Linked DNA regions of Sus scrofa: region 1 is linked to region 2. Evidence: chromatin contacts called from public Hi-C data. All regions are on one chromosome and are shown on one strand. Each heading gives the region's core, a stretch centred on a gene start, on an enhancer-like site or on the middle of the called end of the contact. The rest is flanking DNA. Distances are from core to core; before and after follow the strand shown.

Region 1 (6,243 bases), core at 3,058-5,557, 96 kb after region 2:
AGGCCCGCCTCTAACCCTCAGGCTCTCTGTCCTCTTGGTCCCCACCAGCCACCTCGATAGGGTATCTCTCTCTCAACTCACGAGTGTCCCCATAATGAGAACAGCCCTCGCTGCATATGCTGGCGTCTCCTGGCTGCCGGGTGCTCCAGCCTCCTCAGCCCCTGGCCTCCTGCCTCCTTCCTGACACTCCTGGTTGTCCTCTCCAGCTGTTCCATGCCCTGTCTTGGCCCCCTGTCCTCTCCTTCCCCCTTAAGCAGCGAAGTGCTCCCCAGGTTCCATATTGGGCTCGCTTCTTCCAGCTGATCTTCCCCCCCTCTAGGATTCAGTGGCTCTGTCTCTTTGGCCCAGATCTCTCTGGAGAGCCGCCTGTAGCTTTCCACCTGTCTGTGGCTCCCAGGGTCTTTTGTCCCTGGGAGTCCCTCAAACCCATCATGTGCCCGGCTTGATTCGTATGCCCCATGGTCGCCGGCAAGGCCAGCTTCTCTTCCACCTCTCTTCTCCGTCTTGTTCTCTGGCGTCATCATCCCCTGTGGCCCAGTTAAAAACTGGGAGTCACCCTTGATGACTCCCTCTCCTCGCCTCCCACTTTCAACTGGTCATCTGCGCTAATGGTTTTGACTCTGAAACTCCCTCTCCATTCCTTCACCTCCCGTATCCCTTCCCAGACCACCCTGGTGAGCCCTCATCATCTCTTACCTACTCCACTGCACAGCCTTTTAACCGGGCCCCCTGCCTCGGCCAGCTCGCTCCCTCTGGTGCACCTGCCACACAGCTGTAATGCTCTGTTTCCGTAACTCAGGCCTGAGCACATGGCTTCCAGGCCATTCTGGCTCCGCTTATTGGCTTTCCCCCATCTGCCCTATATGCCTGCACAGCTGCCTCTCCAGTCTTTCTTAGAAGGCTTTTAAGTCCCTCCAACTGCTTCCCACTCTGCCACCACCCATCTGCATTCCAGAATCCAAGTCAAACATCACCTCCTCTGTGGAGTTCCCATCCATAGCTCAGTATCCGACTAGTATCCATGAGATACTTGGCCTTGCTCAGTGGGTCCAGAAGCTGGTATTGCTGTGAGCTGTGATGTAGGTTGCTGACATGGCTCAGATCCTGCATTGCTGTAGTGTAGACACCTAGCCTGGGAACTTCCATAGGCCCTATAAAGCAAAAAAAAAAAAAAATAAATAAAAAAATTAAAAATCACCTCCTCCAGGAAGCCTTCCTGGGCCATGCCACAGCATTCAGGGATGGGCTCTTTCTTTCCCTCTTTGAGGTTCCTCTGTGACCAAACTCACCTGGCTGTTGTGCCCTCCTGGTTTTATTTATCTTTCTCCCTGGACTGGTTGTATCTCAAGATCGAAGATCAGCCTTATTTGATGCTGATTTCTCCAGCCCTAGCAGAGTGCCTGGCCTGCCACTGGCCTCAGTATACATGTTTGTCTAATTAAAGTTGAATGAAGATAAATTCTGTCTTTCATCTGCTAATAGGCCTTTTAAAGAGAGGTTATTGTGTCACTTGGTTTGAAGGTCCCATGTCTGTGACTGGGTTGGGCCGAGATGAATGTCCTCCCGAGCAGGAAGCAGGCTTCTCTCTGCAGGCTGTCAGAGTTGAATGTTTTTTTATTCTCACCTCATGTTTCCATGTGGTTTACGCTCAGCCTCCTGCATGCAGGTCACATCGTGGGCAATTAAAACATACTTCCAGACTGATAAATTTGATCAAATTGATTTTTCCCCATGGCCTGCTTCCCCAAACTTTGGCATTTTCTGAGAACATAGAAGAGGTCTCAGAATCCAGGCTCATTTGAATAACAATGTAGTATCACAGCTAAAACATCACAAGGAGATAAATATATTGGAAAAAATCCCTAATGCATTGCAAAGCCTGATTCTAGTGATTTTCAGATTATTCCTGGGATAGCTCATGACTCACAAGGACAAATAACTAAATCTGTGTGTGTGTGTGTGTGTGTGTGTGTGTGTGTGTGTGTTATCTGCATCCAAATTTCTAGGTTGTATATATACTTTAATCTTGTGGGTTCTGGTTCCATGGACCATAGGATATAGCCTTGAGCCTGGTTGATATTTAACCAATTTTTGTTGAATGAATGAACAGACTAGAGCTTAAGGGAGAGTATGTTTCTCTTCTTGAGGATACAGTGACTCCTCTCGGATTCTGATCCATCCATGAGCAGTGCTGGGTGATACTTCTGGCTTCCTCCTTTCTCTCTCCTGGAGTGGCTGTTTTCTGTTGGCTCATGACCTTTGGTCACTTGTGCAACGTTGAGAAGACCCAGCTGGGCCCCTTCTAGAAGTCACAGGCATGGGTGGTTGGCAGGCAGTGTGGGAAGAAAGTTTCTACAGCCTAGAGAGTCAGGGAAGCTGGTCAGGAGCATTTCTTGAAGGTTCTTGGACCTGCCCAGGGAGGGTGGGGTGTCCACCTTGGTGACAGATTTGGGCCCAGGGCTCAGGAGCTTTGAGAAGGTCAGATTACATTGAGCACATAATTTAGTATCAAAACCAGGACACTTGGGGCAGTGAAAGGGGAGGGGGCCCTGTGAATAACTGCTCTGGGACATCAGCCATTAACCAGGACTGCCCTGGGCCGATCAGAACAGAAGGTCCCCTGAATGGAAGACGGGGCCTGCTCTGGGAGCTCCTCAGTTCTGCCCGGAGGGTCTCAGGCAGAGAGCTGGGGCCTCACTGGCAGCATGCCAGGAAGATGAGAGGCTGGGCTGGGGGTCCTTCTCCCTGGAACTCGGGGTCCTGAGGGTGCATGGCAGGTCTTCCCTCCCACCCTGCGCATACCTCTGTCTCAGCAGCTACGTCTCCAGAAAGTAGAGGAGCCAGGATTTCTGGCACTGACACTGCATGTCTGGCTGGAGCTAAGTGGGACTTATTTATAAAAGGTTTTAATAAAATAAGCCTTTTGGCTCTATTGATATTCTCTCTGTCCTTTCTCCACTGCCCCCTTGCCTCCGCCTTGGTCCCTTCATCCCCCCCCCCCCAATCACACACCCACACAGATTATAGCCCTGGTTGTGAGTGCGTGTGTATGTCAGCAGTGGACATTCTTTGCCCCTAGAAGGACGTGCTTGAGTGGAGTTCAGCGTGGACTCCAGGGTGACCTCTGCAGGAAGGGCAGCTCGCTCGGCCCCAGTGGCTTGCTTGTTTGTTTACCGGGGGGAGGAGGGGTGCAGAGCTTGAGGAGAGGGGGCTGTGTTCATATTGTTCAGAGACATCTGCTGTTTGCAGTAACTTGCCAGCCAGGCGGAGCTGTGGGGTGGCTGGCTTTGCAGTGTTCCCTGTAAATATTATGACTTTGAGGACGGGGGTGGGGTCCCAGGGACTTCAAGGAGACTGAAGGGCTGGTCCTGCACTTGGTGCCTGCATCTCTCAAGTCCCGTTGTGCCCTCCTTCCCTGAGCTGAAGGCCACAGAAGGAGGGGTGGCTTCAGTAGCAGCAAGGAGACGACAGTGGTACTCCTCAAATGAGAAGAGTTGGGGCTCAGAGATTGTCCCAGAGCCAAGCATCAGAGTGGGAGCATGGGAGAGAAGAGGTGTCCTCGGGCTTTGGGCCAGCTCCTCTGTTTCATGGGAAGGGGCAGCGAAGGACCAGTTTCTCAGGCAATGAATTGAAATGGCCCCTGGAGCTTGGTCCTGGGGTCAGAACAAGGGCAGTGCATGTGATGGTGGCTTTACAAGGACACACCTGGCTTCAAATCCCAGCTCCGGCCCTTACCCACTGTGTGCCCTGCGCCAGGCTCTCAACTGGCTAGGGTTAGGGTTAGGGTTAGGGGCTCTCTCAACAGGCTCACTCCCTCTGGGCCTGAGGGAGTGTATCAGAGGCGTATAGCCAGTGGCAGTGCAGATACGAGCTGGTGTTGTCGAGGGCTGCACAGCATAAGTCACCCCTGGTCTACAGGTGGGCCGCACGTGACTTGGCCCAGAGGGAGAGGCAGCCTTCTGTGCCGCAGTCATGTTCCGGGACCGGACTCCGTGACTCCGTGTTTTAGCTTTCCCTTGGTTGCAAGGTTCATCCTCAAGTCCAACCAAATGCCTTGATAATGTGTCCTGTTGCGCCGTCCTGCTCCCGTCCTGCTCCGTTCTCAGAGGAGACAGCTGGTCCCATCTGCAGCTGGGGGCTTAAGGCTGTTTATTATTAAATCTCCCTCAGGGCCTTTTCTTGGGATCCAGCCACCTCAGGCCCTCTGACCTGGGAGTCAGGAGGTCACGTGGCTAATAATAGCTGGTGGGGCCTTCCTGGGTTCAGAGCTGCAGGGAGTAAAGGACAGACGGATTCCCTCCCCCTTACAGGGCAGGAAGGAGCATTCACCAGGCCTGCTGGGAGGAAGGGTGTGTGTGTGTGTCCGTGTATGTCCGTGTGTGTGTGTGTGTGTGTGTGTGTGTGTGTGTGTGTGTGTGTTTTCTTGCCCTTCTGGGTGGCCCCATAGTGTAAACCTCCTTAGCTGACTTTCAGAGGGGCCTATGCAAGAGGAGCTGCCTCTGCTGCTGTGGAGCCTAAATTTAGCCCCGTGGGCGGGCACTTTTCCATCTGGCTTTCTTCTCCCTGAAGAGCTTGTCCATCTCCGGAAGGTGGGAGCCTGGAACTCAGCTGGGCAGCCCCACCCCACCCCACCCTGGTGTTAGGGCAGAGCTGTGAGCCTTGCAAACTCCCCAGGACAATCAAGAGAATCTCCTCCCTCTTGGCCTGGACCAATGACTGGTAAAGCCAGTGGGAGACCTGAGAGCGGGCCTGCAAGCTTGCCTAGCGCGGGGGCCACCCTGATCCACTTCACATTCCTGCAGAGCCAGGCTGCGGAGGGGACAGGGGCCTCTGTCTTTCCTCTTGTCACACACTTCGGCAGGGCCTACCCCTGACTTGGCTTTACTGCCATCCACAGTCCTTGAGGCAGAATCAGAGTCCCCCAGATGCCTCACCAGCAACTCCCTTTCCCTTTGCACTGTTTTTTAAGTTTTATTGAAATATAGTTGTGATAATTTCTGTGATAAATTCTTTGCCCTTTCTACCTATTCACAAAGCTCCATCTCTTTGGCAAGAGACTCTTTTATTTAATGGCCACACCCACAGTATATGGAAGTTCCTGGGCCAGGGATTGAATCCAAGCTGCAGCTGCCACCTATGCCACAGCTGAGGCAGCATCAGATCCTTCAACCCACTGTGCTGGGCCGGGCATCGAACCCTTATCTCCGCAGCAACATGAGCTGCTGCAGTCAGATTCTTAACCCACTGCGCTATAGCGGAAACTCTGGCAAGAGACTTCTTTTTCTGTTTTTTTTTTTTTTTTTTTTTTTGTCTTTTCTAGGGCCGAACCTGTGGCATATGGAGGCTCCCAGGCTAGGGATCTAATTGGAGCTGTAGCCGCTGGCCTACGCCAGAGCCACAGCAACACCAGATCCAAGCCGTGTCAGCGACCTACACCACAGCTCATGGCAACGCTGGATCCTTAATCCCCTGAGCGAGGCTAGGGATGGAACCCGAAACCTCATGGTTCCTTGTCAGATTCATTAACCACTGAGCCACATCGGGAACTCCCAAGTGACCTCTGTGTATCGGTGCCTGAGTGCTCCTCACTCATTGTCACTAGGGGGCACAGCAGACTGGGACCACCCCCTTCCCTCTCCAGGATAGGGAAGGCCACTTGTTGTGCAGGGACCCTGGTAACAGCATCAGACACTGGGGTGGGGGTGGGGGAGGCTGAGGGGGCCGGGAGGAAGTGCAGGGGCCAGGGTGGATTCCATATGCTGTTGAGTCTCCTGTCCTCAGGCTTTTTTCTTTCTTTTTATTTTTTTATTGTAGCAAAATATACATAACAGAAATTTTATCTTTTTAACCATTTTTAAGCGTAGGATTCAGTGACATAAAGCACATTCCCTGTGCTGTGCAACCATCACCCCTTCCATTGCCAGACCTTCTCCCGTACTCATCAGAAACACGGTACCCATTGAAGTGGCCTGGTGGCTCAGCAGGTTAAGGATCCAGCATTGTCACTGTTGTGGCTCAGGTTGCTTCTGTGGTGCGGGTTCAATCCCTGGCCCCACAACTTCTGCCTGCTGTGGGAGCGGCCAAAAAAAAAATTAATAAAAAAAAGAAACTAGGTACCTATTGAACAATAACTCCCCTACCCCCACCCTCAGCTTCTGGTAATCATTATTCTATTTTCTGTCTTTGTGAATTTTTCTATTTCAGGTACTTCATATAAGTTGAATCATTCCATATCTATCCTCA
Region 2 (6,694 bases), core at 2,428-4,927:
CTAATATTAGAAGAGTATCATATTGGAAAACTAATTTTTGAAATGTTTATTTTCATGGAAGCTTGAAAATTAAGAAAAAAATGAGAAGAAAATACGTAGCCTAAAATTTAATGCAGACAGATACGTAATAGATTATTTTTGAATTGAACATGAAAATTCTGCTTCTTAAAGTCAGCACTCTTAACTTGGGCATGTTAAGATTAGAGTATTCTTGTACTTGATAAACAAAATGTGAGGGAAAGATTATTTTTCGTGCTTTTTCTCTTTTTATTTTTCCAAAATGTATTTCTACTATAAAATAGAATCGATTTGGGTGATAGTAGCCTTATTACTTAATTTGGGTAAGATTTTTTTTCATTTGTTTGGGGAATAGTTATAGAAGATAGGATGAGAAATACAGGCTTGCCAGGATTGCTGGATTGGGGGTTTTATTCAGCCGTCTGTATTATAGTTTGTCCCTGTTTATGGAAAACAGTGTCACAAATAGTGGGATTGCATCACCTTGAACTTCGGCAACAAGAACTCAGTGAACAACTCCCCTCTTAAAAAGGGTCTCAACCGGTGTGCATTTTGGTCCATCAACGTTTAAAATGCTCATTGCAGATAAAGAAGGCATGCCGCCCTGTCCTCTAGTCATCTCTCTCGGTAACTGGTTTCTTTATCTCTTAACGTGGATTCATTTCTCTTTGGAAGTGGTGGCATTCTTTGATGAATTGAGAACATCCAACCCCACCAGGTGCCACAGCTTCTTATGAAGTATGAATGCAGAGGGTGGTGTCGGGTGGGTATTTTGTCAGATTGACTGTTTTCATTTCAGGGCACAGTCAAAGGCATCCTCGGCCCACCTCCCACCCCCACCTGATTGGGTGTTTCAGATCCCCCCCTCCGGGGACCACCTTCTGACAGAATTCTTTGAGGTACTAGGTAGTGCTTTGTAGACACAAGCTGCTCATTTGCATCTTGCTGTGTTCTGTTTGCTAAGGTTGGGGTCATTCATTTAACACATACTGACGATTATGAAAGGCACCATGGAGAGTTAGTCATGGAATAAAAGCACATCCTCCCTGACGGAAACGTTCCTCTGGAGCCAGCTTCCGGCAGGAAGGGTTTAGAAGATGTAGCATTGAGGCATGTGAAGAGATTGTGCCCTCACTTCCACTTGTGTTTTTGGTTATTCACTTGTAATGAAAGGTTGGCAGTGATGTGGTACAACCTGCAAATTATTTTCAGTTCTGAGTTTCAGATAAAACATTTTAAGACAAAAATCAGTACATACTGCTCCTTTGAAATTTGGGTAAAAAATTATACAACCGTATATATAGTCATTTTTATATTTTTTCTATGTTGTGAAAACCAAAATTGTAATTTTATAAGTCTTTGATTCACTAAAATTATATAATTTAAATGTATTTTTTGTATATTTAGAAATAAGGAGTTCAAAGACTATGCTTAACTTTCTATGCATGCATTTGGAAGCTGTTTTTACCTGATAATGTTAACGTAGTAATAAGTTGTATTCATAAAATACTGATCTGTGTTGCATTTCAAAATAAACTGGTATGTGCTCTGCCTGGATTTGAAGTACAGACTAGTGGGTCTAGTGATTTTTCGCATCAATTGTCCTCAAAGTGGTGGTGTAGGATTCTGGAAGAGTTTCCGTTCTGTTAGGGATGCCAGCTCTTTCTTTACAGTTTTAAAACCTAATTCTGCTACTCATAATGGTTCTATACTTACAGGAAAAATAGACAGATTTATATCAAGAGGTTTCCAAAAAGTCATTCTTCCTGCCAGTCCGTCTTCAAGCTTACCGAGCCGGTCCCCAGCATGGCTGCAGGACAAGACAGTGACCAGGAAAAATAGAAAACGAGTAAGAGATTGAGGGCCCTTATCTTACAATGTTTTAATCTAACTTTTCTAAGTCGAGAGGGGAAATACTGTTGCCCAGCAGTGTTCCTCTCACAGTAAAACAAGGACTTGGTCACGTGGTCAAGCACCTCCTCCCGAAAACGCTTCCAAACACAAAGACACTGATGTTCACAGTAAGACGTGGCCAGAAAGACCCTGAGCTGGTACTCGGCTCGGCCACTTCGGACATGCTGGTTCTCCACCCCAAATTCCTTCACCTCCAAGAAAGTGCGGATGTGTCCCTGTGCCGGTTATTTCTGTGGGTGACCTCTCTCAAGGCACCCCCAGCGGGAACATGCCCCCCTGCCTGAGTCTGCCAGGTCTTTCTCGAAGTTGACTGTCACCCTTGCCCAGGGGTGTGGTCTTTGTTCCAAAGAGGAGCTTTTTTTTTTTTTTTTCCCCTAAATGCTGCCTGGTCACATCCTAGACATTACCAGCACAATGGTTAGGATCACTTTCCTTCCCATATAGAGTCTTTCATTTATGAAAAGAAAGAAAACTATTTCAACTGAAACTGAGGAACAGATGGTAAAGTTAATAGTCCAGGCTACCCAGAAAATACAACCTTTACAATCTTAGGGTGGTAATGGGAAACCAGCCAGGGCTTTGTAATTTGTCATTGTCATATTTTGTGGCAATTATATGTACCAAGTTAACACAAGCCCTAGCCTGAGGAATTACCATTGGTATAATTAAGAGACCTACTGTTACACAGCATTCCGAAAATACTGCTGTGTTGTTCTGTTCCCTTTAACAAGAATGAAGACTGGCTTTGCAATTCCTCATGTTATTTTTTTTTTTAATCCCAGCCTTACAAATAGACTGGTTCATTGTCATACAGTTTAGTGGTGAAAAACCATTCTAAACAACTATTACCAAAAATACCATACCTATTAACATTCTCTGCCTGCAAGTGAGAACCAGAGTTAAAAAAGAGAGCTGCGCGGTATTTTGACCAATACTTTTATTTTAAACATGACTAATCTTTTCTTTTTTTTCAAATTTAAAAAGATATACCTAGTGTTATAAAGGTAAGGCTCATTACCAGAAATAATCTTTTTTCCAACAAAAAGGCAATTCACCCTAAAAGTCCTTTTTTTTGTCTTTCTAGGGCCGCACCTGCTATGTGGAAGTTCCAGAGCTAGGGGTTGATTCAAAGCTGCAGCTGCCACAGCCACCGTAATGCCAGATCCTTAATCCACTGAGCGAGGCTGGAGATCAAACCCGCATTCTCATGGATACAAGTCGTGTTCTTAACCCGATGAGCTGCTGGGGAACTCCTACACTAAAGGTCTTTGAATGAACAAAAATAAAATGTGTGAGAGGCTGTGTACTTAAGCATCTAGTGCCAATGTCATAAACCTGTTTACATTTGGGAATTGTTTTCTGGTCACTAATTCCAACATGGACTTAACTACCATGACAGCACTTCCACATCTGTCTCCGACCTTCGTGGATGCAATCCAGATGCTGCACTTCAGGTTAAAGCCCAAAGGCCATTTCTGCTTCCATGTTGTCATGGCCAGGCTGCTCCACTGGGGGGCAGCACTTCACAGGCCATCAGGGCCTTGGGAGTCCAAGGCCTTTTGAAACAGACAGCTTTGGCCCAAGGTCGCCCTCAGAAGGGGCAGAAAGGCACACTAGTGAAAATGAGTCACAGATTTGTCCTGACCCTATAAAACAAAGGCAGTCCAATCTTAAAGCATATTCTAGAGGGGTACAGTAAGTAACACTTTTCTCTAGAGCAAAAAACAGCTTGGATGTGTGCATCTGTTCCCTTCCTGCCGCGGAGACCTCCCCAGCTGGGACCCTGCAGGCAGCTTGGTTTCACAGTGTGGAGGGATTTTGGAGCTGTTCGTAAAGCAGGTGTTAGTGCTCCTGTTTAATGGAGAGCCTGCTTGTTAATCTTTGAAACGTTCAGGGAGGTCAGTTCCCACTCTTCTCTTGTCTCTGGATATTTTTGGAGAGTGGCCTGGGCCATGGGAAAATTTCAGGCCACCTTATAAGGCCGCGTCTGGCCCCGAGAATGCTTGTCTGCAGCTTGTCCAGTACACTCTGTGGGTGTGAGTTAACTTGACTCTTGGTCTGTGAGTTTTCTCACAGATTTAAAATACTTCTATTCATGCCGCGGATTATTCTCTAACAGGCTTAAAGTCTTCCTCAAGAGAGAGCTGTTTAAATGACACCAGTTTTGGACATGCCACATAGATAACCGAGGGCACATGTAATCCCTCCACAACCACACTAGGTGATTGTGCCGGGGGCGGATCGTCATAGTCGCCTGCAGGTGGTTTGTTTATTGAGCGGGTGTGTGTCATAGTGAAATCCACATGTTCAGAGGAGCATTGGAGCATGGGTGTGTTAGGGAGGAAGGTTCAGAGCTTCAAAGGGTTGAAAAGAAAAGTTTTCTCTCCTGCTGATCTTCTCAGATCTTTCTGCATGTGAATGCAGTTTGTGAATCCCCAGGAGAGGGGGTGCTAATGCAGGCTCTTCCAAAACTATTTTCAACCTTGATCCTTGAAACATTCTTCAGGGCTAAAGCTCCTTGAACACCATGAAAATGACGAATCTGGTGGTGGCAGCTTTCCCCATCAGAGAATGTTTACCCATCCCGAGGGGGGGAATAAAAGAAAGTAAGAGAAGAAATGGGCGGGGGCTTAGCCTTGGATCTGGGCATACTTTCCTTGTTTTTTATTTTTAATAAACCACCATCATCAAATAGGTAAATGAATTATGTTTTAGATGAAGGACCCGGGTGTCATCAACCCTCGATGGAGTCTACCATTCGCTACTTTCTGGTGCATCTGTAAGGGAGTCTACCACTGAATGTGAACTTGTCTGTCTGAAAAGACCCGGCTAGGACCGGCAGCCCCTGATGCTGCTTCACAGGCTTAAAACCCCAATCTGGATCCGTCCAAACTGCCACCCCCCCTTGCCCACACCCCAGTTCTAAGCACGGACTTAGGTGCTGGCTGTCAGAGCCTCTCGGGCTCACGTCCTTGAGGCTCCTGGTGTCAGGAAGCCCTGTCCCACACTTGACCTCATACCTGGCTTTCCCTGGGTGATGGCTGCTTTGTGCTGGTGTACCCTGTTATCTGACAAGGACTTCAAGTTCCTTTCCCACAGCAGCTCACCACGGAGATCCTTAGGAACCAGAGAAGACATCACTTGCCCTGCACAGAGGAGACTGAGGTCTCAAGAGGGCACGAGACTCAGGAGGCTGTCCAGTGAGACAGCTGGGACCAGTGCTGAGCCCCCTACCATGGCAGCTCCAGGGCTGTGCCCTGCCACACCCATCCCTGGCTTTGCTGAAGCTCTCAGCTCTTTCCCTGTTTCCCCGACCTCTCCTGCCCACTATCCCTCAACCATCCCATCAGACCCTCCTGCCAGACTCCATGTTCTTCTCACTGTTGTCACAAACCTCTGCACCCACCACCCCCCCGCCCTCCCATTGTGCCCTCTTGGCAAAATCCCAAGCTGGGATCCATCCAGCTGCTACTCTTGCCTGTGTCTCACCCTTGGGGCTGCCCGCCTGGCACCCAGCCCATGATTCCCTTTACACTCCAACCTCTTTAAACTTCTGACTCACTCCAGCCTGGGATAACACCTCCCATTTCAGAGAAATCCACCGTCAGTTAGCAATTCCTTCATTTTCCTGTCACCAGATCCATAGACTTGCCTACACTAATCGCGCCCTCTTCTCTTCCCCCTGTTAGAATGGAAGGGGTGACCCTCTGTTTAAAGTCAGCCCCTTCTGTGTTTCCAGCCCCTACCTGGGAGGGACCTCACTCCAGCCATCCCAGCCTCTCTCTGCTTCCTCTTTGCCATCCCTTCCCATCTTGGCTTTGACCCCAGCACTCCACCCTCTCTCCTCCTGTTCTCTGGGGAAGGTACTGCCAGTGCTCCTCGGCTTCTCACCTCCCACTCTTCCCGTCTCAGCCTGGCTCTTCCTATCATGCCACCGACGTGACGTGGCTCTGTTCCAGGTCACTAGTGACCTCCTTGTTTTGAAAGCCAGTGTGTGCTTTGTGGTCCTTGTCTTCTGGTTAAAATCGGGGTACTCCCTGCTGAGTGTTAGAAATAATGATATGGTTTTGGAGTTGCCTGGGGGCAGGGGGCAGCAATAACCACTCCTGGCCCAGAGCTCTCATTTTTCCCCCCTGCCTCTCTCATGGAGGCGTATGTAAGAGAAACGATGGGGAACCAGCCAACAACACACGAAATGGGCAAGTGTGGCTCGAGCCCCAGGGGAGCGTTCTGGCGTTCTGGGAAGCTCCTCCTAGAATTCGCACGCTTCCTAAACTGGTAAGAGGTAGTAGCTCAGACGAGAGGAAATGGGGAGGCCTGCTCAGCTTACCTCCCACCCTATTCTTATCCACCCCAGCTCTTAGGTCCTACCACTGTGGTAGGGAAAAAGTCCAACCCCACACACCACCAGCTCCAGGGAAGAAAGACTCAAGATTGAGTGCTTGGCTCCAGACTGGCCTAGGCTGGGAAGGACAGAAAAGCAGCCAGAGAGAAAGAGAGCCGATCAGCTCTGCTTGCCACTTGATGTCTAGAAGAGGCAGCAGAGAGCCACACCCTGTACACCAGCCTCTTAATGCCCATTGATCCCACTCGCTCTCACGAGCAGATGGAACTCCATCAGAGTCTCAAAACAAGCAGGAAGATTGTCATTCCTCTTCCTTGGGAAGAAGCCAAGACCTGCTGGAGAGAACCAAGAGGGGGCCTTGGAACCCCTCCCAGGAAGCCAACATCATTCTTGCAATGATCTTTGCTCCGAACAGCC

The links. A called contact is a pair of places that touch in the nucleus more often than the background predicts.
Region 1: a contact with region 2 is called in a Hi-C map of heart right ventricle, with 2.8 times the contacts expected there. The contact joins two enhancer-like sites. A contact is called at or near these places in 2 of 47 Hi-C or Micro-C datasets (epiblast stem cells and heart right ventricle) and 1 of 2 datasets of contacts at active chromatin or transcription factors (alveolar macrophages).

What each region holds. Positions count from the first base shown.
Region 1 is chr13:137,026,959-137,033,201 of Sscrofa11.1, forward strand. All of the region lies in intron 1 of ADCY5 (adenylate cyclase type 5), which reads left to right. Among named protein-coding and RNA genes, the nearest start is that of ADCY5, 64 kb to the left of the region's middle. Within about 2 kb of position 4,308, at least 27 of the 83 cell types and tissues checked have an H3K27ac peak or open chromatin away from gene starts, as enhancers often do.
Region 2 is chr13:136,931,979-136,938,672 of Sscrofa11.1, forward strand. It overlaps HACD2 (very-long-chain (3R)-3-hydroxyacyl-CoA dehydratase 2), which reads left to right. Exons shown (of 7, transcript XM_013982376.2): 7 at 1-1,586. Among named protein-coding and RNA genes, the nearest start is that of ADCY5, 30 kb to the right of the region's middle. Within about 2 kb of position 3,678, at least 15 of the 83 cell types and tissues checked have an H3K27ac peak or open chromatin away from gene starts, as enhancers often do.